Regions from separate parts of the Mus musculus genome. Here region 1 is linked to region 2. The links are chromatin contacts, called in public promoter capture Hi-C maps. All regions are on one chromosome and are shown on one strand. Each heading gives the region's core, a stretch centred on a gene start, on an enhancer-like site or on the middle of the called end of the contact. The rest is flanking DNA. Distances are from core to core; before and after follow the strand shown.

Region 1 (3,441 bases), core at 179-2,678, 610 kb after region 2:
CACAGTGTTTAAAATATTTCTCAGAAGATGACTACATGGAAACAGAATAACACGTCAGTCGGATGGAAAGAGCTACGTTTCCATAGTTACGTTAAAACATAACAAGCACGAAGGGGAAACGTCTTTTGGTGGTTGATAAGCAAAAGGGAAGTGAGTCTTGTGCTAAAGTGTTACCAAGTTGTTTTTTTTTTTTTAAGAAAATTTCATTGCATTTATGTATTTTTGTGCGTTTATGATGGGTTTCACAGCGTGTATGTGTGTGGGATGTGGGGTGGGGAGACAGGGACGGCACTCAGAGGATAGCTTTTCAGGAGTCCGTTATTTCCTTCCTTTATGTGGGTTTCAGGATGCAGCTCAGGTTCTCAGGCTAGGCAGTGAGTATCTTTACTCACTGAGCTATCTCACTGGCCAAAGGTGTGTTTGTTTGTTTGTTTGTTTGATTTCTTTATTTTTTATTGGTTATTTTATTTATCTACTTTTCAAACGTTAGCCCCTTTCCGGGTTTCCACTCTGAAAGTCCCCCATCCCACCCCAGCCCCCGCCTCCTCGAGGGTGCTCTCCCCCGCCCCCAACATTCCCCCCACCCACTCCCTCCTGCCCCACTACCCTAGCATTTCCCTACACTAGGGCATCAAGCCTTCAGGACCAAGGCCCTCCCCTCCCATCGATGCCCGACAAGGCCAAACATCAGATCAAGAGGGAACGTTTAAGATCTCCCGTCATCCTGCCATCCTTGCTCAAATCTAAGAGCATTTGTGGACAAACCACACATATAGTGACCGCTAAGACTTGATGTTTCTGTCATGTAAAAAAACAGTGCAGACACCTGTTATTTGTGGTTTAATTCTGTTATTTGTAGCTTTTATATGGAAACAAATTCAGTGAAATTCAAGCAAGGGAAGGAGAGTTACTCTTAGCCCCATATTATATTATACCTGTTCCTAACTTGAAAAAAAATTATAATCATATCAAATTAGGCCTGCAGACCTGTCCAATCATGTTTTCAGGCATTAGGTATCCAGGAAGTGTTTGTTAAAGCAATTGCTTAATGGACAATATACAGTCTATTATTTTAAAGAAAGTATAGTGGTGATAAGAATATTGCCTTGAGGAGAGATGGCTCAGCGGGTAAGGGCACTGACTGCTCTTCCAAAGGTCCTGAGTTCAAATCCCAGCAACCACATGGTGGCTCACAAACATCCGTAATGAGATCTGACTCCCTCTTCTGGGGTGTCTGAAGACAACTACAGTGTACTTACATATAATAAGTAAATAAATCTTTGAAAAAAAAAAAGAATATTGCCTTGAGTAGTGTGGGGAAAACATGAACTAAGGAGGCCGGCTGGAGCTCGGTGCCTATTCTCGGACTCTCTCCTGCTGTGGACTTGGGTAATCTGTAACTACTCTGGAACCCAGTTTCCTCATCACTTGCTCTATTTTTGGGTCAAACTGCACGGACGCTGCCTGTGCATGCTGCATGATTTCCCAACTCACTCTCCTTGTCTTTATAGTTACTTCTCTAACATGATCTTCCAGCCTGGCTGGTAGCTCATCTAGTAAGTGCTTGTCTAGCTAGCATAAAGCCCTGGCCATGTCTCAAACGAAAAGGACGTTTTCAATTTTCTAATATATAGCAGCAGATTTTTTTTAAAAGCCATCATTTATATGCATACATCACATTTAGCTCCATTTTAATGTGCCATACTTCTGTGTGCCTTATATCTGCCAAACAGATGAAGATCAACAGAGGTGACTGAACTTGCATGAGTCCCTGAATCTTTCTTTCCCTTTCCATCAAGCCATTTTGCCATCCCAGAGCTAACTTTAGCAAGAGCTATTGTATGAAGTGCAGTGTAATTAAGAGAAGCTGGTTTGGAGCTTTTTGTTGTTGCTCTCTTCTAAGACTTCTAATTCAGAGTTGCATGGGATGCCTGGGTTTTGGAACCAAGCCAGTGCCTGGAGAATAATCTGAATTGTAAATGTTAGGCTAAGCTGAGACATATTTACAAAAGCTGAATTCTAGGTCCTCTTCTCTGATGGTCTTCAACATGAAGATGAAGTTCTAAGTAACATTTTCCTTCTGTGTGAAACAAAATGAAAGCCCAAGTCCTGTCTCCTGGGACTTGAAGGGGTATGTTTGCTTCAACACAGAGGAAGGAGGAACCTTGCTTGCTTGCCCTTGTGAAAACCACAATAAATACTTGTATCTTTATTTATTTCTTTTCTTCCTTTTCTTTTTTCCTCCCTCCTTCCCTTCCTCCTCCTCCTCCTTTCTCTCTCTCTCTCTCTCTCTCTCTCTCTCTCTGCCACATCTTCAGTCCCTTCTCATTTTTTTTCCTTGATGGAAATCATCGGTAAGCTGGGATACATTGCCACACTTTTTTTTTTCTTTGCAGTGGTATTGAAAGAATGTAGGAGACTGGATGAAAGAATGTGAGGGACTGGATCCAAAGAGTCTGGCCCAAACCAAATAATTTGGACCACAAAGCTAGACTGGTTTTTCCTATTTCTCAAAATAACTGGGACAGACTGCATACTAAACCCCCACTTTTCTTTGTGCTATGAAACCATTGCCACAAATGCAAGAGATTCTTCACTCTTCAGGTCAAATCCACACCATCCTTTGGTCCTTTTATATAGGGAACAGTTATTTGCATCATGGAGCTATGGAACAATGGTATATGTGATTCCTCCACTCCCAGTGCTAGCTACATGGGGAAGATTTAAATGTGTTGATGACAGTGGATTTAGTGAGTGAATTTCCATTAAACTGCTAATAAACCAACTTCTCCCCCCACCTCTGTGTGTGTGTGTGTGTGTGTGTGTGCGCGAGTGCTTGTGTCTCTCTGCCTCCCCTACCTCCTCTCAGACACATTTTCATGTAGTCTAGTCTGGCCTCAGACTATGTAGCTGAGGATGGCCTTGAACTTCTGATCCTTTAGCCCCCACCCACCTCCTGAGTATTGAAATTACAGATGTGCACTATCAAACGTGATATTATGCAAGTGTTTGGGATCTAACCTAAGGCTTCTGCATGCTAGGCAAGCTCTCTACCAACTGAGCTACACCCTCAGATGTCCCTACGCCCAATTTTAATCCTAATTTGTAGTTCAACAAATGTCAAGTCATCTGAAGTTAAGTCATTCCAGATGGCCAAGTACCTAGGGGGTCCAGTCTCAGGCGTGTAATCTCAGTCTGCAGGAGGCTAAGGCAGGAAGACTGAAAGTTCAAGGCCAGCCTGAACTACTTAGCACTATGGTGTCTCCAACACAGAGAAAAGCAAAAAAGAATCCTACAGAGACTTGTATATGGGAAAGGGTTTTGTTCTTGTTGTTGTTGTTGTTTTGTTGTTTTTAAAATTCTAGAATCTTATGTTGCTCTAAAATTCAGATCATTCTGAGGCCTCAGTTTTACCTAATCATCCTAAAATAGAGTTCAACG
Region 2 (3,672 bases), core at 1,166-3,665:
TGCTAAGATTGAGGATGTGGGAAGTCTTGATCAGAATACTAAAGCTACTTACTTTATAGGTCTATGCCTCTCAGAGAATGAGAGCTGGCAAGGGCAAAATGAGAAACCGACGGCGGATCCAGCGCAGGGGGCCCTGCATCATCTATAATGAAGATAATGGTATCATCAAGGCCTTCCGCAACATCCCTGGTAAATCCTTGCACGTGGTTTAACTGCCTATTCTGTGCAGGCTCACTTAGCTTGGTTATGATGAAATTCCACTTCATGGTCCGTGTTTCTGAAATAACATGATATTGTGGAAGTTCTGAGTCCTACGTGAGTGAGCTACGCCAGCCATGATGGCTTGAGCTTCTAAGTGCCCTAGGTAGCTTGAGGAGCCATAGAAGTTGTATTTCTCCTGTTGGGCATGCAGGCTTCCTGATTCTGCTTCCTCTTAAAGGTATTACTCTGCTTAATGTAAGCAAGCTGAACATTTTGAAACTGGCTCCTGGTGGGCATGTGGGCCGTTTCTGCATCTGGACGGAGAGTGCTTTCCGGAAGTTGGATGAGCTGTATGGCACTTGGCGGAAGGCTGCTTCCCTCAAGAGTAACTATAAGTGAGTTTTCCCTTATTTATTACACGTCAATGACTAATGTGTGCACTAACATCCTCCATAAGTTCTGCATTCACATTTTGTTTGCGTTTTCCATTGTTTGGATGTGCCTCACCTGTGATTATTAAATGAAGATGTAAAGGTTTATTCTGTATCTGGAGAGTTGAAACATTTAAATTAAAATTTGTACTGCTTTGTGTTCAGTTAGAGAATGAGACTTTGGACTTCTCTCTTCCTTCCCCCCAGCCTGCCCATGCACAAGATGATGAACACCGACCTTAGCAGAATCTTGAAAAGCCCAGAAATCCAAAGAGCCCTCCGAGCACCACGGTAGAGTTTTAAAACTTAAGGTCTAACACTTGATACGACCCCTTGACTATTAAAGGGATACATGTTGATTAATGAATGCTACCTCTTGATAGCAAGAAGATTCATCGCAGAGTCTTGAAGAAGAATCCACTGAAGAACCTGAGAATCATGTTGAAGCTGAACCCTTACGCCAAGACTATGCGCAGGAATACCATTCTTCGCCAGGCCAGAAATGTAAGTCAGTTTGGCGTGTCAATTTTTTTTTTTTATTAGATTGCCCCCTTCCAAGACAGGAACTTACTATGAAGACGCTGGCGCCCCCCCCCCCCCCAACCACACACACTTGTTTCTACCTCCCCAGGTACTGGGGTTAAAGATGTGAACCACGATGCGCTCATTGAAGATAAGATTCTTAATTTTCTATTTGTTTTTGTTGCAGCACAAACTTCGTGTGAAAAAGCTGGAAGCAGCAGCTACTGCACTGGCAACCAAATCCGAGAAGGTTGTTCCAGAGAAGGGGACTGCAGACAAGAAGCCAGCGGTAGGCAAGAAAGGAAAGAAGGTGGATGCCAAGAAGCAGAAGCCTGCAGGGAAAAAGGTGGTTGCCAAGAAACCAGCAGAGAAGAAGCCTACTACAGAAGAAAAGAAGCCAGCTGCATAAACTATTAAAAATTGTTAAATTCCAGAGAGCAAGTAGAGACCGCATATTTCAATAAATCAAACATGTGGTGACAAACCCTTGTGTGACTCTTAAATTGTGGATGTTTCCAAGCCCCTTGAAATTAACCTTTTGAAGAACAAGTGGCAAGATGTGAGACTTCATGGTCAAACTTAGGTCATCAGAATTATAGAACAAAATTTTTTAAATAAAATTTCATTCTCTAGGCTGCTTTGTTCCACATGGTAGTCTACTTTATAAACTGAACTTGGGATAAATAGCTAGGGGCCAAGTCCTATGAATAGTGTGTAGTTATGGTAGCCACTAGAGGGCCTATGATGGTAAAAGGGAATGGCGGGACCACCACAGCTATGGCCACTGTGTCTGTAGAGGTGCAGTGTTCTTTGTATGAATCAGTCTGATCATCCTAGAATTATCATCGTTTCCTCTTGCCTTGATGTTAAAACTGCTAGCAGATAATGATGAGCGTGGGTAAAAACACTCCCTGAGACAAGGCAGTTCCTAAAGGTTAGTAGCATTCCTGTCCTTACTAGGCTTAGGTATTTTGGGTATTTTGGTTCCTGCCTGCATAAGTAGCCTTTGCAGAGATTAAAGTCACTTGGAAAGTAGGTGACAGGGTGCTGAGATGAATGCTATCCTAAAGCCTGTGGGGCCAATTTACTGTGAGGGATTACCAAGGGACTGAAGAATCTCCATGCTCTTTGGGATTCCACTTTGTTTTCAGATCGTGGGAGCTAAGCCCCTACTGGCCCTTCAGAAAACAGCTACGAGAAAGTAAGCCCTCAGCCCGGCGCTGGTCTCCGCAGTCGGCGGTGACGTCATCACCGCGCGCCTAGTAGAAGGCAGCGCCCTAAGGAAGTGGAAGGGGATGTTGAGTCGACTGCAGGAGCTCCGCAAGGAGGAGGAAACCCTGCTGCGTCTAAAGGCGGCTCTACACGACCAACTGAACCGCCTCAAGGTGAGCGTACAGCTTTCCAGCTCTAGCCCCTCGGGACGTCGACGGAGCGCGGCGGTACAGCTCCAGGCCGCTAGGTGTTGAGCAGGTTTAGCTCCTGAGCCCGCATCTACCCCGACCCAGCACGCCGGCTCACGGGTTACTGCTGTTTATATGCACTAGAGGGGGCTTTAGTGTTGTCATGCTAGTACTGAATCTCAGACCCGCTTGAGGCGCGAATGAAGTCTGGGAAAGAAACTTGTCCGCTTGAGTTCCCAGTAACTCTTCTGGGAACAGAGAATGACTCGGATGCAGATTTAGGTGCGCTTTGATCACGTCCTAGACATAGGGGTAATTTGGTCCCTGTGAAATGATCATGGTAATCCCTGGTCAGCACTCATGGGCAAGATCTTTAAATGTAAGTGACATGAGGATTAGAGGAGCCCTTTATAAACTGAACTTGTATACTTGTGGTAAAAAAACGATATGCAGTTTTTCTCAGGGCATTTATAAACTGCCCACCCTTATTGCAACAGAACCTCTTACAAGTACATGATCGTGTGTTGAAGATGACCTCCCAAACGCAGTTACCCTGGTGCACCAGGAAACACGTGCATTTTTTAACATTCTGCCTTTACTTTCTCATTAATGAGTAGACAAGCTCAATCATAGGACATCCATCTGTGTCTGTGGAACCAGCTGTCTCCTGGGGTGAGGGAGGGGAGAAGTGGTCTCGCCTGTGTAACCCAAGCATGCTTTGAACCTAGTGTGTAGCTCAGGTTAGTTTTAAACTTATGATCCCCTTGCCTCCCACATTTCTAACCTTAGTGTAGTGGCACTTGCCTTTAATCCCAGCACTTTGGAGGCAGAAGCAAGTAGATATCTGTAAATTCAAGGCCAGCTTGGTCTACTGAGTTGTAGGACTGCCAGTGTTACAAAGAACCTCTTCATAGGGAAAGAAAGGGGTGAGGAGGTAAAGCTGCCCTCCCCTTCTAGAGCAGTTCAGGGATGCCAACCTATATGGCATCTAGTGGAATTCACTCACTATAGTAACCCAGCAGAATACTCAGTGAAATAAATATCTTTGACTTTTCTTTCCTAGGTTGAAGAATTAGCCCTTCAATCCATGATAAATTCTCGAGGAAGGACCGAGACAC

Evidence for each region. Promoter capture Hi-C pulls out the DNA fragments that hold promoters and counts their contacts.
Region 1: a promoter capture Hi-C map of pre-B cells shows a contact between it and region 2, with 3 times the contacts expected there. The contact joins the enhancer-like site here to the promoter of Snapc5 in region 2. A contact is called at or near these places in 11 of 39 promoter capture datasets (the 3T3-L1 cell line, 3T3-L1-derived adipocytes, the C10 cell line and 7 more), 10 of 115 datasets of contacts at active chromatin or transcription factors (the 230-238 cell line, T-cell acute lymphoblastic leukemia, astrocytes and 7 more) and 3 of 9 other capture datasets (adipose tissue, liver and pancreatic islet).

The regions. Positions count from the first base shown.
Region 1 is chr9:64,789,428-64,792,868 of GRCm38.p6, forward strand. No RefSeq gene overlaps it. Among named protein-coding and RNA genes, the nearest start is that of Gm36365, 20 kb to the left of the region's middle. Within about 2 kb of position 1,429, at least 155 of the 459 cell types and tissues checked have an H3K27ac peak or open chromatin away from gene starts, as enhancers often do. A contact at or near this core is called in the 230-238 cell line, the HPC-7 cell line, adipose tissue and 9 more, where this site is marked.
Region 2 is chr9:64,176,882-64,180,553 of GRCm38.p6, forward strand. It overlaps Snapc5 (small nuclear RNA activating complex, polypeptide 5), which reads left to right and starts at 2,416. Exons shown (of 3, transcript NM_183316.2): 1 at 2,416-2,539; 2 at 3,618-3,672. The coding sequence starts at 2,450. It overlaps Rpl4 (ribosomal protein L4), which reads left to right. Exons shown (of 10, transcript NM_024212.4): 6 at 60-189; 7 at 440-596; 8 at 840-923; 9 at 1,016-1,136; 10 at 1,342-1,681. The coding sequence ends at 1,563. LOC115487261 (a small nucleolar RNA gene) reads left to right here and starts at 242; the gene lies at 242-312.